Regions from separate parts of the Mus musculus genome. Here all the other regions are linked to region 2. Evidence: chromatin contacts called from public HiChIP or PLAC-seq and promoter capture Hi-C data. All regions are on one chromosome and are shown on one strand. Each heading gives the region's core, a stretch centred on a gene start, on an enhancer-like site or on the middle of the called end of the contact. The rest is flanking DNA. Distances are from core to core; before and after follow the strand shown. Region 1 overlaps Zscan20 (zinc finger and SCAN domains 20). Region 2 holds the start of Gja4 (gap junction protein, alpha 4). Region 3 holds the start of Azin2 (antizyme inhibitor 2). Region 4 holds the start of Ak2 (adenylate kinase 2).

What was found. Promoter capture Hi-C pulls out the DNA fragments that hold promoters and counts their contacts. HiChIP or PLAC-seq counts read pairs in DNA pulled down with a chosen protein or histone mark.
Region 1: an H3K27ac HiChIP or PLAC-seq map of large pre-B cells shows a contact between it and region 2, with 7 times the contacts expected there. The contact joins the enhancer-like site here to the promoter of Gja4 in region 2. A contact is called at or near these places in 7 of 39 promoter capture datasets (the 3T3-L1 cell line, 3T3-L1-derived adipocytes, the C10 cell line and 3 more), 2 of 115 datasets of contacts at active chromatin or transcription factors (large pre-B cells and stem cell-derived neural progenitor cells) and 1 of 9 other capture datasets (embryonic stem cells).
Region 3: a promoter capture Hi-C map of cranial neural crest shows a contact between it and region 2. The contact joins the promoter of Azin2 here to the promoter of Gja4 in region 2. A contact is called at or near these places in 3 of 39 promoter capture datasets (cranial neural crest, embryonic stem cells and frontonasal cranial neural crest).
Region 4: a promoter capture Hi-C map of cranial neural crest shows a contact between it and region 2, with 4 times the contacts expected there. The contact joins the promoter of Ak2 here to the promoter of Gja4 in region 2. A contact is called at or near these places in 3 of 39 promoter capture datasets (cranial neural crest, embryonic stem cells and hippocampal neurons).

What each region holds. Positions count from the first base shown.
Region 1 is chr4:128,592,331-128,599,866 of GRCm38.p6, reverse strand. Zscan20 (zinc finger and SCAN domains 20) reads left to right here. Exons shown (of 8, transcript NM_177758.4): 3 at 7,361-7,532. Among named protein-coding and RNA genes, the nearest start is that of Zscan20, 14 kb to the left of the region's middle. Within about 2 kb of position 5,641, at least 54 of the 459 cell types and tissues checked have an H3K27ac peak or open chromatin away from gene starts, as enhancers often do.
Region 2 is chr4:127,309,798-127,317,146 of GRCm38.p6, reverse strand. Gja4 (gap junction protein, alpha 4) reads left to right here and starts at 3,108. Exons shown (of 2, transcript NM_008120.3): 1 at 3,108-3,227; 2 at 4,162-5,727. The coding sequence starts at 4,179. The coding sequence ends at 5,180.
Region 3 is chr4:128,960,147-128,966,586 of GRCm38.p6, reverse strand. Azin2 (antizyme inhibitor 2) reads left to right here and starts at 4,132. Exons shown (of 11, transcript NM_172875.4): 1 at 4,132-4,286; 2 at 4,383-4,503; 3 at 5,028-5,224. The coding sequence starts at 5,120.
Region 4 is chr4:128,987,772-128,994,780 of GRCm38.p6, reverse strand. Ak2 (adenylate kinase 2) reads right to left here and starts at 1,557. Exons shown (of 7, transcript NM_016895.4): 1 at 1,345-1,557. The coding sequence starts at 1,437.

The DNA.
Region 1 (7,536 bases), core at 4,392-6,891, 1.3 Mb before region 2:
ATTCAAGCCCACACATTTGATAAGTGGGACAGAAATGAGGACCTGGATAAAAAGCCCACACTTCTACAGCCACCTGATTTTGACAGAGAAGCAAAAAAGTACACACTGGGGAAAAGACAGCTGTCTCAGTCACTGTTTGATTGCTGTGCAAAGATACCACGACCAAGGCAACTTGTAAAGGGAAGCTACAGTGTCAGAGGGCTCTTCCATGACCATCATGGGTAGGAAGCAAGGTGGTGTGTAGGCATGGTGCTGGAGCAGCAGCTAAGAGCTTACATCCTGATCTGCAGGATGGAGGCAGAGAGACAATGAAGCTGTGGCAAAGGATATTTGATCACATTGTGAACCCCAAGACTGTGAACTGTAAAAACCCTGTTTCTAATTGTGGTGTGGTATAGCTCAGCCTTTGATCCTAGAGCTCTCTGCTTACTGTGGACAAGTGCTTGTGGTGCGGCTCAGCCCTAGCACACACCTGTAAGCCAAGAGCTACATAAAATCAACCCTAGGTCAAGGGGCAGAGCTAGTAACCAGCCCACGGGGAATGAACATAAGCAAACTGAACCAAGAGTCTTTTGAATTGAAGGGCATTTAAAACAGTGTGGAGAAGGAGAGCTTTTTCCTTCTGGGAGGTCAGTGGGGTAGGAAGGTTGGCTGGGTTCTTTCTCCGCCTCTCTGAGCTAGCCTGCGTTCACCACGGTATCTGGCTCCCGAGGCTTCATTTGGCAAAATCGAATGGCTGGGATTTTTTAATTAACAACAAGACTGGGCCCACTGTGGGCTTTTAAAACCTTAAAGCTCATCTCCCCATGATATATCTTCTCCAACAAAGCCATACCTCCTACTGCTTCTTGAACAGTCCACCAACTGGGAACCAGACATGCAAATATATGAGCCTATGGGGCTGTTCTCATTTGAAACACCACAATAGCATCAGCAGCACATGGTGACGGTTGAACCGGATAGCTTGCATGTAGAAGAAAGAGCTAGATCTCTCACTCTACACAAAACTCAAGTCCACATGGATCAAGGACCTCAGCATAAGGCCTGATAACTTGAGTCTGTCAGAGGGGAAAGTGGGGGTGGGTCGGGGGGGTATGCTGTCTGCATCACAGGCATTACGATTAACATTTGACAAACGGGACCTCATGAAACTAAAGAGCTTCTGTACAGCCAAGGACATCATCATCTGAGTGAAGAAACAGCCTATAGGACGGGGACAAAACCGTAAGGTTATACATCTGAGAGAGGGTTAGTATGTAGACTTGACAGCAAACAAAACGAAACAAAACAAAACAACTCCACAAAACCCTAGACATCAAATAGACAAAACCCAATTAAAATCCGGAACATGGAACTATACAAAGAATTCTCAAAGGTTTCTACACAAGTGCTCGTCTAAAAAGTTCTCTCTAAAGAGTCCTCTCTGCTCTCTCCTGCTCGGGCTCTTTGCCTCTCCTGCTCTGATGTGATGACCGTAGTGCCGTGACTCCCAGTGCTATGCCCTCACCTCTCAGTTCTTCTTGAGTTCAGTTCTGACTCTTTGTCCTCAGCACTTCAACGTCTTTCAGAGTACGCGATCACATGGTAAAAGTTCACAAGTTTACACATAAATTCAAGCCATGAATCGGATAAGACGTTTACAACACAGAGTGTTTACATGCATACCTGGCTAAACAGCCACCATCTGTCACCAGCTCTACAGGTTCATGGAGAGTTAACCATAATATTTGTGACTGAGGTATTAGTGAAGTTTTGTATAGATAAACCCAGTCAGTATTTTATCTTCTGTCCTTGCACCTTAGTTCCCTTTTTAGGACCTTCAGTTAATTGTTTTACAACCTATTGGAATGTGCTCTAAGGTGTAGACGCCTGCTTGCTATCTCAGAAGCAATTGACTCATGGCACTTGAAGGCTGGCAGAGTTCTCGTTGCAGTTTGGACATCAGAAAGGACTTAATAGCAGTCCTAGTATAAAAGAGCTTGGTGATTACTAATATAATTTTAGGAATTCTTATAGGGTCATCATTAAGAATTTGTCTACATAGCATCTATATAGCATCACTACAAGACAGTACATCTTTAGTGTTCTGCAGAGATCTGTTCAAAAGGGTGAGCTAATACTTAGTGATTGTTATATATATTTAATAATAACAGGAAAAGTATATTAATAGCAGGAATCTTTCCTAAAATGAAATTCTTCTCGGCCTTGCCTAGAGAAACAGTTCCATCATTAACTTTCACAGTCCACGGCAGAACCATCTCAGCAAGATTACCTGCTAGTTGTTTAGCTTCTCCTTGATGGCTCCGGGCAAAGTGCGAATTAGAACGGTTTTGAGATTTTACCTTACCCCAGTCAGGATAGTTAAGAATAAAACAGCAGCAGCAGCAACAACAACGGCAATGGCAACAACAGCAGCAGCAACAGCTGACAACCTATAGTAGTGTGGACATGGGGGCAGGGGAGCACTCCTGACTCTTAGCAGAAGTGTAACTGGTCCAGCCCCTGTGGGAATCACAGCGGAGGGATCCCACAAAGCTAGCAACAGATCTGTCCTGTGATCCAGCGATGCCATTCCTCAGCATACCCTGCTGCAGAGAGCTGCTTTCTCATCCACATTCATTCTGCTTTATGCACAATTCAGATAATGGAAACAGCCTGGACGCCCTTCTGCTGATGATAATGGAGAAAGAAAATGTGCATAGATAGAGTGGAATGTTATTTAACTGATAGAAAAATGAATTATGGAATTCACAGATAATGGTTGGGGCTGTAATTAATTACTCTGAGTGATGTAACCCAGACCCAGAAAGACAAATGCTGCCTATTCCCTCTTATGTGTGAATGTTAGCTTTGACAATTTAGATGTGTGTTCATTTTATTTTATTTTATTTTTGTGGGCTGACAGTGTCCGAGACAGGGTTTCTCTGTGTAGCCCTGGCTGTCCTAGAACTCACTCTGTAGACTACACTGGCCTGAAACTCAGAAATCCACCTGCCTCTGCCTCCCAATTGCTGGGAGGTATGTACTACCATTGTCTGGCTTAGATGCATATTTAAATTAGAGTGCCCACAGAAATCAGGAGAGTAGTAAGGGACCCTGGGGTATTAGTTACTTTCTGGTATTATGACAGAATACCATGACCAAAAGCAACTTGGGGAGGTTCAAGTTCGTAGTTCAGCCCGTAATCCATCATCAAGGGAAGTCAGGGCAGGAAGTCAAGCAGGAGCTGAAGCCAGAACCACGGCAGAATGCTGCTTCCCCGCTCGCCCTCTCTGGCTTGCTCAGCCAGCTTTCTTATACAACCCAGGCCAACCTACCTAGTAATGGCACTGCCTAGAGTGGGCTAGACCCTTCCACATCGACTAGCCTAGGGAAATGGCCTCCCCAGTTGAGACTACCTCAGATAGGTCTGGGATATGTCAAGTTGACAGGTGAAGGTGACTGAGAGAAGGGAGAATCTCGTAGGAAGGGTAGAATACAGATGTCATGAAGAGGGAAAGAAAATAATGGGGAAAAGGGGGTTAAAGGGATGAGGGAGGGCAAGGTGGAGCAGGGAGTGTGGGGAAGGAAAATAATAGGACCTTTGAATATGCCATATGGAAAAGTACCACTGTGCGAGCTTTCTAAAACACACACACACACACACACACACACACACACACACACACACACACACACAGAGGAATGGACTGACTCTACAAAAGAAGCAATGCTTTTCCCAGGTCCCAGGCTATCAAATAAAAAGCCTTTTTCTAGATATGGGTTACCTCTTGAGCTGGTCAGTGGGAGTCCACAAACATTAGAGGCTACAGCCATTGCCCCTGGTGGCCCCTCCAGAACTTAATGGGAAGGCCCTGTTGCTGAAGACACCACATACTTGAACTGTAGCACAGAGAGAAATCAAGCTGGCACCAGCCTGGGAGCTTCACCCCCACTGGCTAGCTTTCATGGTGGCATGAAGTTTGACAAGTGGCCTGACCAGATCTCCCGGCTGGTACGATGTTGGTGGGAATGTTATGCGGATGAGATGGCCTGGTTGGATTTGAGACCTGCTCCATAAGATGGTACTCATGTTTGCGCTGTTAACTAGGCTAAAACCCCACTGACGAGGTCGCAGGCCTTAGCGGAGAGCCAAATACTATTATTCTGCTAAATGGACATAGTATTAAACTGCCCCCTAAATTCTTACCTTATTCCCATGGATTGCTGCATCTTCTGTCATGAGAGAAACTACCCTTGCAGTAGACGTGGATTAAAGCAGAGATTCACAGCTGGTTATCATGCAGAGTAAGAGACTGGAGTACTCAGCTCTGACTGGGCCGTCTCTCCCATACAACCTCCCTTGAGGGTCAGGGAGCATCATAAAACAGAGACAGAAAATGTATAAGAGATACAGGGAGTAGATGCCTGCAGTGAAAGATTCTTTGGTGGGCATGACAAGGCTGCTCCACTCATGAACTCGGTGGTAGGAGCTGAACCTGGTCTTCTGGAAGAGCAGCGCGTGCTCGCAGCTGCCGAGCCGTCTCTCCAGTCCTGTGTTCTGGATACAGCACTGGTAACTCACTTCCAAGCTCTGCAACTCTCCCTGCATCCCGAGGGCTTTTATCTAATTATCTATCTATCTATCTATCTATCTATCTATCTATCTATTTATCTTAAGTTGTATTTTCATGTAATTTAAAGTAATTTCTCTTGAAATTTCTTCCTTGACTCAAATATTTACTTGTATATTGTTTGAGCTCCAAGTATCATGGATTTTCCAGCTACCTTTCTGTTTCTGAGTCACTTCCATGTGATCCGAGGAGCCCACTTGTCACGATCCTGCCCTTTGACATTCGCTTAGTGTGTTTTGTGGCCTGGCATGTGGTTGCCGTGGCAATGAATGGTCCATGAGGGCAGATCTTGTACTCCTTCGTTAGAAGTTCTACCTTGCAGAATTCAGCCATCCCTCTGCTGTTCTGTCCCGCTAGTGAGTCTACACCGCTCATCGCTCTCTTCCCTTCAACTGACTTTGGTTTTGTCTGTTCCAAGAGCTGTGCTGACGTCACTGACTGTACTCACCCTCTTCTGCTTCTGTCAGTTTTGGACTGTGTTATTAGAAGTATGGAGGATCAAGGTGTGTGCAGTCCTTACCTGGATGAGAATTATCATGCCTTTGTGGAGTGTCAAACCCCTGTATCATATCATGAAGCCACTCTTCAGCCCTGGGAACTTCTCTTGCTCTGAAGTCTCCTGTTCTGAAATTAATACAGCTTCTCTTACTCCACCCCTCTTCATGTGCATGTGTATGGTGTGCATGCATGTTTGCATGTATGTTAGGGTGTGCTTATATGTGTGTGCATGTGTGTGTGCACACATGTGCATGTGTGTGCACATGTGTGTGTGCACGAGTGTGCATGTGTGTGTGTGTGTGTTTGGAGGCTTGAGGTTGATGCCAGGATTCATCTTTAATCACTCTTCTACCTTACTCATTGAGGCGGGCGGAGTCTCAGTCAGACCGAGAGATCACGGATGTGGCTAGTCTTACTAGCCAGCTTGCTCTTGGGATCCCCAGTCTCTGCCTTCTAAAGCTGGCACTACAGACAGGCCTCCATGATTACCCTGTATTTACATGGGCTCTGGGGTCTGAAGTTTGACCTGAACTGCTTGTGTGTCAAGAACTTTAACCACTGAGGCATCTTCCGGCCCACTTCCTTTTGGTTAGGGTTAAGTTGGTATCTCTTACTTCCTCCTTTGCCTTTTATCTGTAAGGTGTCTCTATATTTAAAGTGGATTTCTTAGTTACAGCATATATTTGGGTCATATTTTATACACTCTTGGCCTTTTACTTGGTTTGTTTATTTATCTTTGAGATAGGGTCTTATAGTATAATCCAGCCTGCTCCCAAACTTGCAATCCTCCTGCCTTAGCTTCCCAACTGCTGGGATTGCAGATGAGAATCACCATGCCAGCTAGTTAGTGTGTTTAGACCGTTGGCACCTGGGTTACTATTTTTAAGTTTTATGGTTTGATAATCCCAGCTCTCTGCCATCTGACACTGGTTCATGCTGATTGCTCTTCAAAATGTTGCTTGCCTTCCGGTATGCCTTGAAAGTTTTGGTTAAAAGGTGGCATATGATGTCTTGGGTGGAAGGAGCTATGTAAGTAAGTCTTTTAGAATACAGTGGCAGAGCATGTCTAGTGGGCAGTCTACAGCTCTGTGCTCTGGACTCTGAAATTCATCAGTATTTCTCAGGCTTCCCTTTGTGGGTGGGGCAGGCTGCTAGAAAGGGCTTCAGGCAGGCACTCCTGTCACCTGTGCAGAATAGTAGGGAAACAGAAGGGGCAGCTCCTTTATGTAAAGTAGGCTATGCTCCGGCACTCACTGTTCACAGAGTACACTGGTGTGTTTCACAGTGGTTCCTGTCCCTACTCCACCCCACCCTGCAGAATCATGAGGGGACTTTCCTGCGCATTCCCCTCATTACGAGGATGGATAGAGCTCTTGGAAGTGACACTCGGTAAAGCTCACCTGCCCTTGTCTTGGTGACTGGGTTTCCTGGAGCCTGACTCTCAGGTGGCCTGCCCTGTGCCTCTAGCTGTAGGGCTTTCCTGCCAGCACCGGTCCCTTCAGAGGTCTCCCCTCCAGTGAAGTCACCTCTCTTACTTCTCCAGCTTCGAGGGCAGGCCTAGGTGGTGTGGCCTCGCTTCTCTGATGGATCTAAGAGCTTTGAGTCTTGTTCGGCTTGGGTTTGTCCAGCTCACTTCTCGCTGAGGTGGAGCGATGATGTCTAAGCTCCTTCCTGGATTAGAAACTTGAGACGATCCTCATGGTTGTCTCATTCCTCGTCATTGTCAGTTGAATCTGCCTTTCTTCCGTGTTGGCAGTTCTGGCCCAAGGGGTTGAAGTCTCCGTTGTAGCGTGGTATCAGCTGGAGGAGCTGGCTAGAGTGAGGATTGTCTTAGAGTTTATCCATGCAGCTTCTTTGTTGATTGTAACTACTTCAGAGGCAAGCAGGCTTATAAATATGCTTATCAGTTATTTTTAAGGTCACAACATTTTATGTAATTTACTTCTGTGAAGCAAGAGCATTTTGAATAGTGTTCACCTGCTTTAGATACTTGTGTAGCCTCCCAGAATTCCACAAGACAGAACTCATTTCGTAGTGGAGATAGACCTCGTTCGGTAGCACAGACAGAATTCATATGGTAGTATAAATGCTGATTTGTTTCCTGAAGTCAGTCTGATAGTTTTCTTACTGTGTTAAAACCCTCTTTGGATCCTAAGAATCTGTTAACCCCATGGAACACGTTCACACTCAAGGTAACAGTCCTGTCCCATTGAGGGGACCACACCGATCTGATGGTTGATTTTGTGTAGGGACTGGAGCTATGCTCTGAAGACTCCAGGTCCTTCGAAGCAGTTCAGGAGTTCCAGAGGTTCCAGCTGCAGCCAGTGACCCACGGCTCTGAGGGCCAGCCCCGAAAACAGTGGGTGGAGAATGCACGTCCCGACCTTTCCAAGATGCCACCTGAGTCCTTGAAAGAGAGTGGTAA
Region 2 (7,349 bases), core at 1,859-4,358:
GTGGTTCCTGAGAATTGAACTCAGGACCTCCACTGAGTCATCTCTTCAGCTCTTCTACCATCCATAGTTCTTAAAACACTTTGTTCTGTTATTTAAAAACAAAAACAAAAAACAAAACAAAACAAAACAAAAACAAAACAAAAACCTTCATAAAACAGTTGCCATGATGAAACATGACGTTTGGGGTAACTTAAATATGTGTTCCCAGGGCATGGTCGGTCATAGTTGGCTCCAGAGATAAGAACTGTGTTCTGATTGAGACAAGATCTTGTATAGTATGAGCTAGCCCATAACTGGCAGTCCTCATGAATGGTGGGATTACTGGTCTATGCCACCGAGTTGTGTGTGTGTGTGTGCATATATACATATATAATGCATATATATATATAATTATATATTAAGTCATATGTGTTATAAATCTATATTTACATATCATATAGTATTACATATATTAACTACATCTAAAAAGCTTTAAACAAGGAATTGCAGGGCATATCTGACCCAGTGGAGGCCAGCAAAGGAACTTCTGGGGAAGATGACAGACATCTCAGCGAAGACCTGAGGGGCTGGAGGCATCCACGTGTGAGAGTTTCCCACACGTGAGGCTGCTCCGAGAAGACAGAGCCATGCACAAAGGTAGGTGCACACAGACACGACAGAGAATGACTGGATGGGGCTGGTGACGGAGTGCCGGCCTGGCATTGAAACAGGGCAACCTTATAGCCAGGTTTCTGCAAAAATGTAGAGGCTGAGTGGAGGCTAGGAGACCATCTGGGGTCACTGAGTTGGTGGCAGGCTGAACAGGGTCAGGACAAAAGGGGTGGGGGTGAAGAGTGACGATCCAGGGACATTTTCCCTCAGAAGAGTTGACTTTTGAATATTGTGTTGGTTGGCCCCTACCCCTTCTTCATCTGTGACACCTGATCTCAGAGTCCAGGAAGGGGTTGGAGCAACCTTGGCATCACCCCGAGGTCCTCAATGAGCTCCCCTGCCCCCCACTTCCCTGGGAACCAGATGGGAGCAAAACCTTCAAAAGGATTTGAGGCCCAACCTCAAAGGCAACTCGGCAGAAAAGCTACCAGAGCAGACACTGTTCCCACGCCTTCAAGGGTCAGAACTACGTCGGCGCACTTGTCCCTAGTGGAATCCCAGGAGGCTCCGTTCAGCCCTGCCTGTTCCGGCCCTCAGAGAAAGAGAGGCCTGGAAGGGAAAGCCTGTCTAGCCTGAGCTCAGGCAGTAACCATGCTGGTCTGCAGTCTGAGCCTACCCATGGACTGCCCCGGCCCAGGAGGCCCCAGCCACTTCCTCACCCTCAGCTGCCCTAGACCCTGCCAATCCTAGGCCCCAACCTCCCTTGGCTTTTCTGCCCTCTCCTGGAACAGTGCAGATCCTTTCTGTCAGGCCTTGTGATGGTCTTGGTTGGATGGTAGGTAGGTTGGTCATACTTGGGACAACAAAGACAGAAACCTTGTGCCTGCACAAGCCTGGCATGGGCTCAACTGCTCAACTACACCGCCAAATTTCTTTCTTTCAACATTTTGAGGCAAGAGTCTTGCTAAATTGCTGACTGTCCTTGAACTCTCTCTCTCTCTCTCTCTCTCTCTCGCTCTCTTTCTCTCTCTCTCTCTCTCTCCCTCCTCCCTTCCTCCCTCCTTCCCTCCCTCCTCCTTCTCTTCTTCCCCTGCCTCTCCTCTCCCTGACAATGTCTCATGTACCACAGGCTGACCTCAAACTCACAAAGGAGAAGACAGCCTTGAACTTCTGACCTTCTTGCCTCTTCCTCCTCCTCCTCCCCCCCCCTCCTGTGAGGTTCCAGGCATGTGCCACCTGGTTTATGTGCCACCAGGGCTAGCTAGAACCTAAGGCTCTGTGAGTACTGAACAAGCACTCAACCAATATTTACACCCCAGCCCCATACCATTGACATTTTAATTCCTCAGCCTCATCTTTCCACAGAACTAGGATTACAGGCTGCCTGTACCACCATGCCTGTGTATTTGTGTTTTGTGGAGTTGGTTGTTTGCTTAGACAGGTTCCCACCATGTATCCCAGGTTGGCCTGAAACTCTTGCTCTGCCTCCTTCAGCCTCCCAAGCTCAGGGTTTACATCTCAGTGACTTCAGGTCCTCGCTCAAACCTTTAGAACCAATACAGCACACTGGGGGCTTTGGCAGGCCCTCCGAAGCAGGTATCCTTCCATCACTATTCGGTAGGGTCAGGGCAGAGGAGGGTAAGATTGACCCTCGTTGCTCTGACAAGCCTCATGGTTGGGTCCCCCAGCCTCTTCTGGGCGTTAGCACAAGAAACCAAACCTGGTGGCTCCAAGGTAGTGATGCTGTTCTGCACCGCCTGGCTTTCTCAACCCCTAACCACACCCCGTGATGCCCTGGATCCCACCTTTACACTTTTACTGTTACCCACGGGGCTTACCCTGCTCAATTTCTGCATCTAGTAAGGAGGGTAGGAAACCAGGCCTGGCAGGCTTATTGTGGCTTTCCCAGCTGCAGGCGGATTCTTAATCCCACACTCTTCGTTCACAGTGAAGCAGGGCTCTGCCTGCTTCCAAATTCCCCAGGAAGATCTTTCCTCTCTTTTAGAGGCATCGACTGGAACCCAGCTAAAGGACAGGAGCTTCCCTCCACTTCCACTCTCAGATCAAAGGACCCTAGAGCGTTCCTAAGTGACTTTTGATGGTATAGCCTGCCCAGGATTGGTGAAGTAGAGACCCCTAGATCAACCAGATTCTAGAAAGGGAGAATTCTCACCCCTCTCCAATGTGGGTCCAGTGGCCTCAGAAGCTGGGCACACGGATGAGTCTCCCTTCTTACCCCACCCACTCCTTACAGCCTCCGGACCAGGTGCCAGATCTGCCAGCTCCTCTCGCTTAAAAAAAAAATCGCCTTCACATCCTGCTGCGGACCTAGGGAGGGCACTGGACCTGGGGGGGGAGTGCAGTCTGGGATACCGGAGGGCGTCAGAGCAGAGAAACAAGACAGCTTCCATCTCTCGCAACCAAAGAAGCACAATCTGGGCGGGTCCTGGGAGTCTGTCCCTCCCAGGCCCCGCCTCCCTGCTCCCCAGAGCCCTCTGGCTGGCGTTTCCTGCCCTAAACCCGCAGCTGCGCGCTATTTAAGGCGTCCTGCGGGAGGCGCGGTCCTGCAGGATTCCCGCAGGCGCAGCTTCGGCCACGGTCGTCCCCTCTACCTGGGCCAGCCGGGCAAGCAGGCGGTGAGTTCGGGGGGCAGGGGAAACGGTTCACTCCACTGCGGGAGGGCTGAGGCTTGCTTGCCCCCCGGGGCGCCAGACGCGACTGAAGCCACCAGCGGCACTCACCTAGCCTGCCTTTAACCAGCCTCTTGTGTTTAGCTCCCTTCCCTTTTTTTTTCAATGAACCCTTAAGGAGAGACCGAGGGCGCCGGGAAGATTACTAATCCAAATCCCCAGGTGGTGAGAAGAAAGCAGTATTTGAATGTAGGTCTGGTAGTACCTGCTTTACTTCTGGAACAGCACCCACACCACACATCACCACGTTTTCACACACACCATGAGATGTTCTGGGAACGTTGGAACCTTCACCCAGCTATGGCCATTCCTTGCAAGGCTCTATCTAGAATGGCTGCAACAGCTTTGGAGGGAAGTGAGCTAGGACAGGCTCAGGTGTATTCACTAAAATCGCAGGTGGTCCTTTTGGTAGACAGGTGGACCAAATGCCCTGGGCTTCTGAGTCCCTCACCCCATCTTCCCTCACTCCCAGCCCCACCGGCAAGTGCAAAGATTCAAATGAGGCCCTCAACATTTTTAATGAGGCATGGAAGATGGGAACGGGACCCCTAATAACCATCTCTCCCCACCCCTGCTCTCTTGGGGGTTGCCAGCCTTGAACAAAAGGGAGGAAGGGCATGGCACAACTGTGTGTGACCTTGGATAAGTTCCTCAACTGTTCTGTTTCCATAGGAACCTCTATTCAATCCACATGTCTTCGGGTTGTGGTCACCCTGGGGCACTGGCCTGTGAAAGAAAGCACAATGTGTGGTTAGATTGGGACCCTAGCACAGGCGGACCTCCCAAGGGCTTACATCCCATGGACATATGTCTAGTGGGGGAGCTGAGAAAGGCTTTGTGCTGCCCTGCTGATGGCCCTCTGACCCTTGTCTCCCTGCAGAGAGAGGCCCTGGAAACATGGGCGACTGGGGCTTCCTGGAGAAGTTGCTAGACCAGGTCCAGGAACACTCGACCGTGGTGGGCAAGATCTGGTTAACGGTGCTCTTCATCTTCCGCATCCTCATCCTGGGGCTGGCTGGCGAGTCGGTGTGGGGCGACGAGCAGTCTGATTTTGAGTGTAACACAGCCCAGCCGGGCTGCACCAACGTCTGCTATGACCAGGCCTTCCCCATCTCCCACATCCGATACTGGGTGCTGCAGTTCCTCTTCGTCAGCACACCCACCCTGATCTACCTGGGCCACGTCATCTACCTGTCTCGGCGGGAAGAGCGGTTGCGGCAGAAAGAGGGAGAGCTCCGGGCGCTGCCATCCAAGGACCTACATGTAGAGCGGGCACTGGCTGCCATCGAACATCAGATGGCCAAGATCTCGGTGGCAGAGGACGGTCGTCTTCGGATTCGTGGGGCGCTCATGGGTACCTATGTGGTCAGCGTGCTGTGTAAGAGTGTGCTGGAGGCAGGCTTCCTCTATGGCCAGTGGCGCCTCTATGGCTGGACCATGGAGCCGGTGTTTGTGTGCCAGCGTGCGCCCTGCCCCCACATCGTGGACTGCTATGTCTCTCGACCCACTGAGAAGACTATCTTCATCATCTTCATGCTGGTGGTAGGAGTCATCTCCCTGGTGCTCAACCTGCTGGAGCTGGTTCACCTGCTGTGTCGGTGTGTCAGCCGGGAGATAAAGGCACGAAGGGACCACGACGCCCGCCCGGCCCAGGGCAGTGCCTCAGACCCTTACCCTGAACAGGTTTTCTTCTACCTCCCCATGGGCGAGGGACCCTCTTCCCCACCGTGTCCCACCTACAACGGGCTCTCATCCACTGAGCAGAACTGGGCCAACTTGACCACAGAGGAGAGACTGACCTCTTCCAGACCTCCCCCATTTGTAAACACAGCTCCCCAGGGTGGCCGAAAGTCCCCTAGCCGCCCCAACAGCTCTGCATCCAAGAAGCAGTATGTGTAGGGATCTGGGGCTAATGTCACTCAACAGAGCTGCCCCGAGGAGCACGCACGTGTACCTTGGCTGCCTCTCTGGCGGTCCACTCCTCAAAGGCACCTCAGAGACAACTGGGCCAGGGAGGTGGACATTCGCTGGGCAGAGGACCTGGTCACAGATGGTTCTGGAATACCTGGAGCCTTTGTGATGACCAGAGGACACTGGCTGCTTACCAGAATGTGACACTACCCAGACTGGGTCACAGCAGGTGGGAGTGCTCTTGACTAAGTGTTCTGTGAACCCTCGATCCTTTTCACCTGTTGCTGAGGGACCCAGCGCCAAGTTGACTTTCGAGCCTCCCCTATTAGACGAGTCACTGAACCCTGGGTTTTCATCACACCCCACTTCTCCTGGGAAAAAGCACTGATGCAGGCTGCTGGCTCAGCCTCGTCACCTGGACAGACACAGCCTGCGCCGGAGCTGGCCCTTGCCAGGGGAACTGGTTGATGTCTTGTTTTTCTCACTTCTAGTTCCACTGTTTATGATCCTCAAATAAACAGGACTCCATCATAAGTCAGGTGTGCACTGATGTTGTCATGGATGCGGGGGGCAGGGTGGGGGGAGCCAGGGGTGAGGGGCGAGGCAGTTATTTTGCACAGACTTGCTTTCTTTCTAGTCCTCTACAGCCCAGCTCCAGAGAGCACCGTAAGGCCTCAAGACTCAAATCCTTTCCCTCAGCACCGAGTCCCCATGACTCTCCCTTGCAAAACACCCTGGGTACTAGGGTCTTTTCATCCCATTCCCACATCCTTTCCAGTGTCCTGTTAATCAGCTGCTCATTAATCGGCCCAGACAGGCAGTGTCTCTTCCTGTCCTGTCCCATGCCCATCTGGTACCCGAGCCTGCTGTCCCCTGCAATGTGCCTCCTGACTAAACATTTGCTCCCAAGCATACCTGCCACCAAGGCTGTCCTAGTCTAACTAAAATTTGCCCCATGTGTCCTTCCCACCTCACCATGGGTGCCTGAGAACCATTTTTTTTTCATTATTTATGTGTTCATTTTACATCTCAATTTCAGCCCTCCCCAGTCCCTCCCTTCCATACCTTTCATCCATTCTCTCTTCTCCTTCACTGAGGAGAAGGGGACTTCTCCCCCCACCCCCAACCTGTCCTGGCACATCCTCTCCCACTGAGGCCAGACCAGGCAGCCCAGCTAGGGGAAAGAGATCCAAAGGCAGGCAACAGAGGCCAAGTCAAAGAGCCTGAGGGTTTCTAAAAGGGGTGGGGGCTAAGGGTAATTTGTGTGTTTTCTAGTCTGCCTATGAGAAGGTGCAACCCAGGGGCCTTCATCTTAGCTCCTGTCTGTGTATCCAGAACTCACTGGGGACCCTAGACAATGGCAGTGCCAATGGTCCTCTTTCTTTGTACTCCCTGGAGTCTCTAAGAGCCTATGACTGAAAAGGGTCAGAGCATTGGTGCGTGAGGACTTAGCTATTGAAAGCTCATACCCGGGTCTTAAGTTTAAATATTGCCCCCACATGTGCCAGCTCTATGGCCTGGAGTCAATCGAGTCTGATCACAGTTTCTCTCACCTCTAAAACATAAGCAGGCTGAGGATGGGCTCAGCTGATAAGAGTTCCTGCCTAGCATAAGCAGATCTCTGGATTGGGTCCCCGGCGTCACATAAACGTGCCATGGGATTGGGTGCCTGTAATCTCACTCAGCACTTGGGAGGAGAAGGCAGGAGGACTAGAAGTCCAAGGCCATCGTTTTGGCTCTATAGTAAGTTTGAGACTGGCCTCACCTTCTTCATGAAGGACATAAAATAAGTAAAATAAGTAAAAATAAGCTTGGCTCACGAGAATCAAACAAAATTCATCCCATACTTTCCAGCAAGGCCTGGAAGATAACATCCGTTCTCCTCCAGGAAGCCTTCCCTGACTTCATCAGCGATGGCCGCTACCTCTCAGGGTCCCAACCACTGTTAGGAACACATCTCTCTCCATGAGTCTACATGTTTTCACAGAGACTCTTGCATTCCCCCCGAGACCCAGATCTCACAGTGAACTGAGAGACAGGAAGTGGGCCCAAAGAGGCAGGTCTGTGTTAGAAGGTCTGATCCAGGAGACTGAGTCCCTTCTCAGCTGAGAGGTCAAAGGTTGTAGGCTGTCAGAGCCATCCCTGTCTGAGGCCCTG
Region 3 (6,440 bases), core at 2,883-5,382, 1.6 Mb before region 2:
ACACACACACACACACACATGCACACACACAATTAAGAGATTAAGAGTCACCACATTTTTTTTCTTGTTTTGTTTTGTTTTGTTTTGAGACACGGTTTCTCTGTGTAACCCTGGCTGTTTTGGAACTTGCTCTGTAAACGAGGTTGGCCTTGAACTCAGAGCTGCCTGCCTCTGCCTCCTGAGTGCTGGGATTAAAGGTATGTACCACCACTGCCTGGCTCTCTTTTCTTTTCTTTTCTTTTCTTTTCTTTTCTTTTCTTTTCTTTTCTTTTCTTTTCTTTTCTTTTCTTTCCTTTCCTTTCCTTTTCTCTTCTCTTCTCTTTTCCTCTCTTTCTTTCCTCCTTCCTTCCTTCCTTCCTTCCTTCCTTCCTTCCTTTCTTTCTTTCTTTCCTCCTTCCTTCCTTCTCTCTCTCTCTCTCTCTTTCTTTTTTTTTGAGACAGGCTTTCTCTGTGTAGCCCTGGCCATCCTGGAACTTGCTCCCGAGTGCTGGGAATAAAGGCCTGTCTCACCACTGCCCGGAAAAATATTTCCTTTTGAGTGATGCTGGGGAGTGAATCCAGGGCCTCTCCTATTTGCCAGAGCCATTTCTCCCAACCCAGTCACTAGGCTCCACCCTTACCTGCTGTGTTATTCTAGGCAAATTACTGAACTCCTCTGAGCTTCAGATACCTCTACAAAATGGGAACAACTGCAGCTCTCAGGATGTAAGAGATCAAATTGACTCAATGACATAATATTTACTTAATAGAGAAAAAGAGAAAGGCAGACTAATTGTACCTAGTCCAGGGTGTAGATTTTTCCTTCTCATAACTAATCCTTTACAGATTACAGATGGATAGACTAGATTCTGATTTGTTCATTCACAGAGATGCTAAATGTTACCTACTATGTGCCTATTAATCCCAGGAGGACTTAAGACCACGGTACCCAAAATGCAGTCAGCTCAACGAACACTTAAAATGTAGAACCAGTATACAAAATTGCCAAATAACAAGTTAATTTTAAAGCTGGGAGTGGTGTTGGAAGCCTGTTTTGCCAGAAGTTCAAAGTCACCCTTGGCTACATGTCTAGTTTGAGGTTAGTTTGAGCCACTTGAAACCCTGTTGTAAACAAATAAACAAACGATAACGACAACAACATAAGATACTCCAACCCCCCCCCCCCAAAGTCAAACCAAATAATCAAAAGCCACAACAGCAAAAAGCAGTAGAAGTCAGGTATAGGAACTGACATCTGTAACAGGAAGCGGAAAGGCTGAGGGATTGCTATGGGTTTAGGACTAGCCTCAAATACGTAGTGAGTTCTAGTCCAGCCTGAGCTACTAGTGAGATCCCATTTCAGAAACAAAACATAGAGCCAACAATGTTTGAGTGTGTTTCCTCTCCTCTAAGCCTAATCTTTTGAGGCTTCTCCCATGGCTTCCAAGGCCCACCCCTTTCAGATGTTTGATCTCAGAACCTTGCTCCTTGAGAGAGAGGAAGAGGATTCATGGACAGGAACTGTGAGTCTCATGCTGTAAATGGCTGCTAGCTCTCAAAGCAGGAACCCGCTAGTGACGCGTGTACAGTGGATACCCCTGTGCACAGGAAGCACAGAGCTTCCAAGCAGAAGGACCTAGACCTCAAGAAAGCAGTGTGAACCCAATTGGTTCACAGGGGTAATGGAGGCCAGGCAGCCTGCTCAGTTGTCACGGGTGGCTCAGGAAAGGTGAGAATCAGAAAATGGCTTTCTCCGACTCCGTGGTCCCACATGGCCTCAGTTGTGAACTTTATTTTGATTAGGTTGTAAAATACGTCTTGGGGAGATACTGAGGTTGGACAGGATGTGCCTTTGTCTTCAGAAAGACTACAGCCCAGCGGGTGTATGGATGTTCACAGCTGATCAAGCTCTCAGCTCCACTAGTCTGAATGAAACTCTGCTTTCATTGTAAACCAAGCTTTCCCATCCACATGACTATTCAATTACCTTTTCCTGCCCCAGAACCGTATTGTTTTCAGGACTACAACCTAATAGAATGTTTTGTGATATCTGGGGGAGGAAGTCCTTTTCTCTCCCCTTTTTGGTGATGGAGATGTGAACCGGGCCCCATACACGTTAAGGCTTTACGAAATGACTTGCTTTTCTCTAAGAACATCTTGGCTGTTCTTCAGGAGATGTTACAGATGGGTTAGTGGCTTTGTTTTGTTTCTTTCTTTCTTAAGACAAGGTCCCCTGTAGCCCAGGCTGGCTCTGAACTCCCCTTGTAGCCAAGGATGACCTTACACTTCCAAGCCTCCTGTCTCCACTCTTACTCCTGAATGCTGTGATTATAGACAATACCAACATATCCTGTTTAGTTGGTGCATGCCAGGATGCTCTCTGTTAACTGAGCTACATTCTCACCCCCAGACATACTTCAAGCAATAATTAAAAGGCAGTTTAATTAAGTGAGACTCTATAGATTTCTACCAAATAAAACTTGGGATATTCTTGGCAAGTCAGTAGCATTTATGAGGTACTTATTATATGCCAAGGGCTCTCCTTTCCTTCTTTATTTTTTAAAAGATTTATGTGTATGAATGTTTCACTTGCATGCATATGTGTACCACATTTGTGCCTGGTGATCAGGGGAGTCAGATGAGGGTGTGGAATTAGGTGGAGTTCCCACGTGGGTTCTAGGAATTGAACCTGGTCCTTCGAAAGAGCAACAAGTGCTCTTAACCTCTGAGCCATCTCTCCAACCCTACCAAGGGTTTTCTTAAAATTTGTAATTTTTTTTCTTGTTTTTTTGAGACAGGATTTCTCTGTGTAGCTCTGGTAGTAGATCTCTGTGTAGAATAGGCTGGCTTCGAACTAAGAGATTTGCTGGGATTAAAGCTATGGGCCACCATGCCTGGCTTAAAACTTGTAAACTCTTTTTTTTTTTTTTTTTTTTTTTCCGAGACAGGGTTTCTCTGTATAGCCCTGGCTGTCCTGGAACTCACTTTGTAGACAAGGCTGACCTCGAACTCAGAAATCCGCCTGCCTCTGCCTCCCAAGTGCTGGGATTAAAGGCGTGCGCCACCACATCCGGCTAAAACTTGCAAACTCTTAACGTAGTATACATAACAGGTACAACAGGGCATTAATCATATGTGTATAACTCAAGGAGCGCGCGCGCGCACACACACACACACACACACACACACACACACACACACCTGTAACCATTACCAAGCACCGGAAAGGTTCCATTCTGTCTCTTCCCAGTCAGCAGCCACATGCGCAGAGACAAGCAGCATTCGGACTTCTACCCGGAGAACTCTTGAATTAGCTTCTGAGCAACACCCTGCGCATGCTAAGCACTCCAAGGAGCCCGGCTCTCAGTCCCTGCCCTTGGAGTGCACAAAGCTGAGATGTTTTATCAGGCAAAAAAAAAAAAAAGGAAAGCAGGTGCGGGTATCTCAGCAACTGATATTAAGGCTCAAGGGAAGGAGGGGAGGGGTCAGACAGAGACAAGGACTGTGAGTCCCATTGCGTTTCGGGGCCAGGGATGGTCCGATAGAGGAAGATATTACACTGGACTCTGATGGATGAACAGGGATTTGTGTATAGAAGAGGAGACATGCTTTGAGTCGAAGCCACATTTCACCAGAGTCTTGTGGATTCTGAGAATGAAGGCATCACCCCGAGCTCGTGAAGCCACAAAAATTCTATTTGAATACATTTTAGCTGGCATTTGAGTTGGGAGTTTAAAATGCCTAGAAGAGGCGATTAAGTAAAAGGTCATATTACAAAATAAGACAGGAGAGGTTTGGGCTCCAAGGGCGGAGCCAGAACTTCACCAGGGGAGGAGCAGGGGGCCATCGACTTCAGCCAGGGACAGAAAAGTTTTCCGGAGTCACTTTTTGAGACGCAGGACGCAGGATCTGCGGCTCAGACCACGTAGACGCCTAGGATTCGAAGGATTTCCCCGCGTGGACCTCCGCGGACATCAGTCAGCCAGCTTGCTTAGCTGCGCAGCTTTGCGGAGCAGCCTCGCAGGGCTGAATGCTTTATGTCCGAATCGACCAATGGGCTGGCGGCACCCGGTTGCCCTGGCTACGGAGCAGGCAGGGGCGGGGCCAGGGCACCGGGGCGGGGCTAGGGCGGGGCTTATATAAGCGAGCGGCGGGCGCAAGGCGGGGCGTGGGGTCGGTGGCTGCTGGGCGCGCGGGGCGCAGGCCGCGGGGCCGGAGCCGGGGGGAGCGAGCGAGCGGAGGCGCCGAGGATCCGATTCACTCGCTGGGGAGACCTATGGGCCGAAGCCGTGTAAATGCGTTTTAAGGCGAGTGCAGGAGATGGCTGGGGGGGAGCCTCGGGGAGCGGGCGTCCTCGGCTTTGGGCGCTGACCCTTCCCCCGGCCCCCCTTGCCTCCTCTCAGCAGGGGCCTCGGCTCCGCAATTGCCACTCCTCCTCGGGGTGTTGCACAAGTTTCGAGGTCACCGGCGACCCCCCCTAGCAGCGCGCCTGGCTCTGGCCCCCGCGAAGGAGGACGGGGCTTGGTAAGGAGGCCTGGGGTTGGGGTGCGGGACCCCCGCCCTGCACTTGAGAGAGCCGTCCCGCGGACAGAACCCACCCGTGGCTCATAGAGCATTCTTAGTGTGTCAGGACCAACCTTTTATAAATGGGGAAACTGACCCAAGGTCATGAAGCAGAGAGCCGACTCGAACTCAAGCTCACGGGTTTTGTTTTTTTTTTTTTTGGCCCTTTAGGTAGGTGTAGTCTGGACTGGAGAAATCCTTCAATTGGAAGGAGACTTCCCCAACTAGGTTTCTCAGATCTGTCCCCACATTTTTTTTCTTCCAATTTCAAATTTCAGAACTGGAAAAGAACTCCAAACCAATCCCATTTAACAGATGGGGGTAATTGAGGCTCTAGCAGACATAACTTCACCATTCCCAGCGAACCTCGGCTTCTCAGGCTTGGGCAAGGGCACAGAACATGACTGGGCAGGGACCGTAGGCCTGGGGAGGTGAGGGATGCAGCCTGTTCCCCAGCGGTTTCCTCCATCTCCCTCTCCCCACAGTGTGTTGCATACTTTCTAAGGCGGTGGCCAAGGCAGCCAGCGGTGCTCCAAGGCAGCGGTTTCCTCCAGCCCCTGGGCTCCTCCTGCTCAGCATGGCTGGCTATCTGAGTGAATCGGACTTTGTGATGGTGGAGGAGGGCTTCAGCACCCGGGATCTGCTGGAGGAGCTCACTCTGGGGGCCTCCCAGGCCACCTCGGTGAGGGGATGGAAATGGGTGTGGGTTGGTTGCCTGTCCTCTTCTCTGTAGGAGACCTCCCATTCTCTCGGTATTGGTATTTGTTTACTTGATATTTACTAGATTGTCCCCTTTATCTCCAATTCTTGGTCCTTGCCCCCACATCTGCCCTCCCTGTGTTTCCTGACTTGAGAAAAGAACAGTATCTCCACCTTCACGGTCTCCCCAGCACTCCAGGTGGGAACTTCGGAGTACCTGCCTTTTGCGCTCTCCCCTTCTACACTCAGGCATACCCAGCTCCAGGAACTTCACGGGAGAACCTCCCTTGTGGTTGGTCCTCTTCTCTCCGAAGCCCCCAGGACCTTCTCCTGTTTCTCCCACCTGCTGCAAGTCTCCGGAACAGAATCCCACAACAGCTCCCCACTGCCCCAGGACCCCCAGCCGCACTTCCGGCTTCATGCTCAGGCTTGCGCTCTGCTCAGTTAGAGCAGAGTCGCTGTGTATGTGAGGTGCTGTTTCACTGGGCCTTTGCTGGGCTTGTCTTCAGGGTTCCCTCCCTCTACGGTTGCCTTTTTCCTGATTTGCTTCTGGCTGGCTCTGTATTCTCTGCCTCCAGGGCCACTCACTTATTCTGTAGAGTCCCATATAGCATTTATTAAAGGGACTTGTAACTACTTAAGGGCGGTTTCTCTCCAGATCCAAGCCCTTTCAAGGTCTTTGGCCTCTGCCTCAATTATTATGTTGGACAACACCGAATGGGTATCCATTAAAAAAAAAAAAAAGAAGTTGCAGGAAGAGGAAAATGAGTCCCAGGAAGGGTTTACCACAGCCTCAACCATGTCTGTGAGGATCAGGCATGGCTTGCAAGTGGGAAGAGCACTTGCATGACATTGGCAGTGGGCTGTACGCCACGGTATCTGCCTTTTGTGGAGCAGATAGCTGTATATATAGGTCTGCTGCTTTAAAAGGACATGCAGAATGCAGCCAGAGCATTAAATGTTATGGGTTAAAACCTATTTTGCATAACACATATATTTTATATATAACTATGTATAACCATACATATATATGTGTATGTATGTATATATGTATTTATAAGTGTGGGGGTAGCATTTAGGGTGAATGACAGGAAATTGAGAACCTGCCAGACCTGGCAGGGGGCATGGTGGGAACACAGGAGGCTTGGGATGGGAAAGAGTAGACAGTCTGTATAGTTGGCATTAGCTGGACTGAGAGG
Region 4 (7,009 bases), core at 308-2,807, 1.7 Mb before region 2:
GTTCACAGGTAAAGTAGCTTGCCGTCAAGTCTGACGGTCCGAGTTCGATCCCTGGGCTCCACATGGTAGAAAAAAGAAAATGATTCCAGCAAGTTGCACTCTGACCTCCACGTATGCATCACGGCACGCATGTCCCCACACACTCTTTCTCTACGTCCCTGCGCACACACACACACACACACACACTCTCCCACCTTATGTGTGACAGAGAGAGAGAGAAGGAGGGAGGGAGACGGAGGGAGACAGAGGGGAGGTATCTTTAAAAACATAACAATAAACTCAGCAGTGCTGTGAAGAGGGAGGACAGCACTCATTTGCTTGGGAACGCAACCTTGAAAGAATTCCCTCTTTAGAGCATAGTGATCATCAAAGCTTGGGGTCTGATGGGGAGGTAGAGTTGAGGGGTGGGTGGTTGTGGCCAAAGGCTGGGCAAGAAAGTGACACCAACGGCCCACCATATGAGCTTCCAAGCCCTACGTGCCAGCATAAATCCCAGCCCTGATCTATGGCCCAGATGCCAAGCAAGGGAGGCTCTGCAGTGGGGCAGAAGGCAATCCTTGAGGCCTCTGTGAAACCGATTTCACTAACTTTGAAAAGTCACTGGACCTCTACACCTGTTTTCTTACCTGTTGATCTAGCACGTTAGCGGCCCTCAATTGCTCAATTACAACCATCAGAGCCATCTCATGCTGCTCCATGAGCACTCCCTGCCCCACTCACAACCCCCCATGATGCCCGTGGCTTATGAACCGAATCTATACATTCACCTCCAGTTTTCTGGCCAGCTGGAAAGGTTTTCTCCCATCCCCCCACCCCCAACAACACTGGTGGCTCCCGCGGCTCATGCCTCACTCTTGGCAGAACGCCTCGATAGGCATACACCAGTAACCACTCTGCCCCACGTGGAGACTTCTTAGTACCCCTAATCATTAGCCATTAAAAAAATTAAAAGTTTCACCCCCTTATGCCTAGAAATTATCCCTGACTCAGGGCAATACGCTCTCAACTCCGAGGGCGACTTGGTCACAAAGCTTTCTCCCATTCGGGCCTGTGATCCAGAGCTTCAGCCTGGGGGATCGCCCTGCCTTTCACAATTTTCAAGTAACAGTCCCTGGATGCCCTAACACGATCCTGGGTTCCCCCAAGAACCTCCACCCAGCCTCCCCCTTACTGCGACTGGGACCCTCCCCTAAACACCGCGCCACAACTGGAGACCCCGCGAGGGTCCCTGCAGGCCAGGGCTCACCACCCAGCTCCGGGGCGGGAAAGGAGCTTCCGGCTCTCCGACCGCCCTGACCTTGTAGCTTCTCGGGCTCCACCGCCCGACACGGAACCGACACTCACCTGCGTCCCCTTGCCAGCCCCGGGCGGCCCCAGCAACACGGCCCGGATGCCCTTCGGAATCTCCGGTTCGGAAGCCAACACGTTGGGAGCCATGTCTTCCAAAGCTTCACTCCAACAGCCAGCCGCACACCTCACAGGTCTAGCGCTTCCAGGCCAGCGTACATCCTACTCCGGGCTCACACTGGTCGCTCGCCGCATCCGTCAACCCTCTCTACCCGCCCCCGAACTTGACGGGCACTTTCATTTACCAATCGTACGACGAGACTAAGAAAATTCTGTTTCCGATTGGGCAGAATTGGGAACGAGGAAGAGGCGGGCCAGCCTGGGAAGAGCTGGGGCAACAGAGCGCGTGCGGCTCTCGGCTGGTGTATGGAGTGGGCGGGAAAAACGAGAAGGAAGCCTGGAGCGGGTGAAGTTCTAGTTTGGCCTTTGACAGTTAATAACTCCAGAGTCTCTGTTTGAGCCCCGTAAAATTGCCTGTGAGAGTGTAAGTGGGTAAAATCACTCCCAGGAAACAAATTGGCAATAACGTAACCTTTGGACCAGTAATTCCACTTCCAAGAATTCAAAGGCAGAAACAAGGAATATGTAATGAGTTCCTGACAAAGATGTTGATGTCTAATAATAAGATTGGTTAAGTAAATTCCAACAAGTTTGTAATCTGACACCCTCTCCCTCCAGAACACCCCCATTGAACAGCACCATAACTTTGGCTATTTGGGAAGATCACATTTAAAGCTTGTCAAGGCCACGACGGTGAATTCAAGGCCAGCCTGGGCAGTTTAATGAGACCTTGTCCCAAAATGAAAATGAAGATAGCTGGGGCTGGCTATAGTACAGAGACAGAAGTTTTGGGCTCAATCCCCAGGACTGTAAAAATAAAACACATATGCATATATGAACACAGACAACCTTCCTGACTTTTAAGTCAGCAGAAAGACAGTTTTTATCCAGAGAGATGAGCCTGTCTTGAACAAGGCAATGATGTCGCCAGCTTTTAGGTGTGTCAAAGTTTCATCCTGTCCCAAAGGAGCCTTTCTCAACTGTAAGTGCAAGTGTGATTAGGAAACCATTCTTGCCCCACAGGCACAGTGCAACCATTTTCTACACCCTAGTGGTAAATGATGTTAACCAGCTAGCCAGATGGCTCAGCTAGTATAGACACTTGCCACCAAACTCTGAGGACCTGCGTTTGATTAACAAGACCCCACCCCCAATGAAAGAAAGAAGAGAACCAACTCCCACAGGTTGTCCACCGAGCTCCACATGTGTGCTGTGGTACACATATCTGCGCGTACATATATGTTCACACACAGAAAATAAGAAATAAATTCAAATGAAAAAAGAGAAACTAACATTCATACTTCTTGCTCATCCTGGATTTTCATGGGAGCCAGCTTGATCTGGTTGGGTTCTCTTAGTGGCCTTGAAGGAAGCAGGGGTTTATTGTGTCCTTTTTAAGACCGGAAGCGGAAGTAAGAGCTGATCACTATATAATTACATGGTCACAGGATTACAAGTAACACTGTGAACTAAGGGGCAGGGCAAAGTTCAGTCACTGGTGTCTAGCACTCAAGTGTGAGGGCCTGCGTTCTGGTGCCCGGCACTCAGGTAACGTCAGCAACTGTTTACAACCCCAGCCCTGAGGAGGTAGAGATCGGCAGACTCTTGGAGCTCACTGAGCAGAAAGCCTAGCCTAATGAGTGAGCTTCAGATACAATGGAAGGCCTGTAGAGAGAATCGATGTGTACTGTGTGGAAGCATCACCTGCCAATCAAAAGCAGATGGCCCTTTAACAAAAGGCAGGAAGTAGAAGATGGGAGTTCCGGGAAAGAGATGGGAACTCTGGGTGATAGTCAGAGGTGGAAGATGCTTGGCCCAGACTCTGGGCTCATGAGACTGAGAAGAAAGTAGCCATGTGGCTGAACTCAGAAGCGTTTAAATGGGTTGGGTAAGTGACAGGCTAGTCAGGGGACAAGCTAAAGCTATGGCCTAGGCAATTATTCATAAACAAAGAAGCCTCCGAGTAGTTATTCAGGAACTGGGGTACAGGTGGGAAAGCCCACGGCTACAGAAACCTTGTCTTGTCTCAAAAGAGAAGGTAGAGGGGCAGGAGAGATGATTCAGGGGTTAAGAGCACTGGGTGTTGGTTTGGCTCTCGACATCCACATGGGAAGTCACAACCCTTTGTAACTCCAGTTCCGGAGATCTGATGCAGTTCTTTCCTACCCTCAAAGGCACCAGGCACACGTGCAGTGCACATACACATGTACATGCAGACAAAACACTCACACATATAAGGTAAAATAAATAAATCTAGAAACAAAAGGTAGAGAGAAATAAGCAGAAGACACCAGAAGTCAACCTCTGGTCTTTCTACCAATGTGCATACACATACACACCTGCACTCACATGTGCACACACATCCATGGTCAGGGACAAGAGAGACCAGAAACCAGGTACAGTAATGCAGGCCTATGATTCTAGCATTTGGGAAGCTGAGGAGGAAATTCAAGGCCATTTTGGGCCATGTAGCAAATTCAAAGCCAGCCTGGTCTATATGAGACCCTATCTCAAAGACGGCAAAACAAGCAAGCAACACAAAACAGTGGGGGGGGGGGGTCATGAGCTAATACCCCAGAAAGCACAGGGTTCAGAGGAGCGAGCACATTTTGTCTGGGAGAACCTTCTGGGTGGGCAAATCCCATGTTATCATCCCCTCCCACTGGTGACGACGAACCCCTGTTCTCATTCTGACCAGTCATGGGCTCCCTTAACCCCGGAATGGAAAGTAACTAAGGTTACATATAAGTATTACAAAATGTAAGACTTGTTTATTTTTTTTAAAGATTTATTTATCTATTTTATGTACATGACTGCTCTATTGCACGTCTGCCTGCAAGCCAGAAGAAGACAACTGATCTCATTACAGATGGTTGTGAGTCACCATGTGGTGGCTGGGATTTGAACTCAGGACCTCCGGAAGAGCAGTCAGTGCTCTTAATTGCTGAGCCATCTCTCCAATCCCTATTCATTTATTTTTGACTTTTTTTTGGGGGTGAGGGGGGATAGTCTCAAGTATCCCAGGCTGGCCTTTAACTGGCTATAAGCTGAGAGTGACCTTGAACTCCTGATCCTCCTGTCTTAAACTGCCAGGTCTGTTTTCATGCACTGCTGGGGACCGAACCTAGGGTTTCAGGGATGTTACACAAACATTCTATCAATTGAATGACATCCCCAGCTCTATTATAAAATATTCTAGGCTTTGAGGCTAGTAAGGACCATAAGAAAAATCTCAAGAGAAGCCTCATATTCGTGTAGTTATCCAACAATTAAATTTTAGTGATAACTGCTGTTACTGGGTGCTGCGGGCCAACCAGTAGGCTAAACAATTTGCATGTCTTCTCTCATTCAGTTCTCAAGGCCGCCTGTGCCAACAGTACCTACATTATTACTAGCATTTTTTTAAGGTGGAAAAAACCAGAGAGGCTGGGTACTGTACTTTGCCCGAGGTCACATGACTAGCCTGTGGCTGGGCATACAGTCGAGCTAACGTCTGTCTGTTTGGTGCCAGGTAACAGACGTGGCGCTCACAGTCCAGCCGATTCCAGCTGGGGTGATAATGGAGGCCTTTGTGAAACAGAATGACCTTGACTGGAGAAGGCTTGACTTTGGAGCAGGAGACACTTCACGGTGAAAGAGGATTGGGAGGAAAGCCCCCCCGGAGCAGGAGAGAGTTTTATTCAGGGAGCTTTCGAGAACTGGGGTTTCTAGGGAAGAACGATCACTTACAGGGCAGTCTAGAAACGAGAGGAGGCAGAAACATTAGCCTCTGGGCTGATTAGTTTTTGTCAACGTGACACAAACTAGAGTCATCCCCTAGCAGGCCACCAGACCTTAGCACAATAGACTCCAGGACAGAAGTACCATTCAGCTTATAAAACTCAGCAGGGAGAAAACATCACCAGTCGAAATGAAAATGAAGCCCTAATCCATCAAAGTCCGTAGTTCTGGGAAAGTCTCTAAAGGGACTAACCTTGCTTTTTAGCTTCTGTGGTTCTGCTTCTGGCGAACTGTGCTTGTTAACTGAAGGATGCCAACCCAGGACATGGTCTTTATGCTTAAAAGCTCGCCCTGAGAAAGGCTTTGTACACTGGGATTCCAGGAACTCAGGGTAGTAGCTGGCCAGCTAATAAAGATTTCCTATTTGCTCAAACCCAGGTCAGAAACCCAGTGTCTGAGCAGCCTTCTCTGTTGGATGCCTCAGAGAAAACCTCAACTGAGGAGTTGCCTCCATTCGATTGGCCTGTGGGCGTGTCTATGGGGGGCATTTTCTTAATTGCTAATTGGTGTGGAAGGACTCAACCCACTGTGGGTGGTGCTACCTTTGAGCAGGGAGAGCTGGGATGTGTAAGCAAGCCAAGAGGAGCAAGCCAGTAAGCACTCCCACCCACTGCAGTCTCTGCTTTAGGTTCCTGCCTTCAGTTCCTACCCTGCCTTTTCCTCAGGGTTAGGCTGCAAGGTGTAAGATGAAATAAACCCTTTTCTCCTTAACTTGCTTCAGGACTGCATTTTTAATCACAACGTCAAAGAAGCAAAGTGGAACTACCTCTCAAAGCAGTCGGAACCCTAACCCCCAATCCCCTGGGTCAGGCTCCATGTTTGCTTCGTAAGGACTTCTGGCCTTCAAAACTGTAACGCAAAGAGTTGGGTGGTGTCCCCAGCAACACATAAACCAGTATAGTAGGCATATCTCTGATCCCAGAACTGGGGAGGTAGAAAAAAGAGAAATAAAACAAGGGTTGGGATTTAGCTCAGTGGTAGATCGCTTGCCTAGCAAGCGCAAGACCCTGGGTTAGGTCCTCAGCTCTGGGAGGAGGGGGTTCTGGGGGTGGGGAGGAGAAAGAAACAAAACAAAAGGAAAAGAAACAACCCCCCACACACATGCATACACAGACAGGCTCACACATAACACAGCAGAGGGATTGTAACATAATAACTAATAACTTTGTATTATTCTACAAGCCACTCAAATTGTGGCAATTGTTATAGTAACATTTGTAAAGGCATTCAATATCTATGTATGTATATGCAGAATACACTATGAATAGTGTGAATAATAGAAATAGATTCTGGCCACATTAAGCAAAAAAGGAATTCACTGGGAAGATGCAATCGTACAACCACAGGACTCAGGAATGACAGGAGTCAGAGTAACCTGAATAGGAGGAGCGAGTGAAGGGCGGCGCTGAAGGGAACATTTTCTCTCTGCCCCAGCTTTTTCCACAGAGAGCGACCTCCTTTAGAGTGACACTCTTGTATCTTCCTTTCATCTCCCTGTTCCCCCCAGAGGAGGAAGAATGACACAGAATCTGATGAGGGAATTTACAGAGAATCAGCAGAACGTGAGATTTTATGTGTGTACCCACCAAACCCCAAACCTTGTTCTTAGAGATAAAGTCTTGTTATATTTCCCAGGCTAGCCTTGAACTTGTAGGCTCAAGTAATTCTCCTGCCTTAGCCTCCTGAGTAGCTAGCTGGAACTTAGAGCCTGGTTAGGAATATAATGTTTCTAGCATTATCTGGGTCTGAATGGAGAAGTACAATCTTGATATCCAGCCTTGTCATTCCATTTGTCTACTGGTAAAGATGCATCTCAAACAGC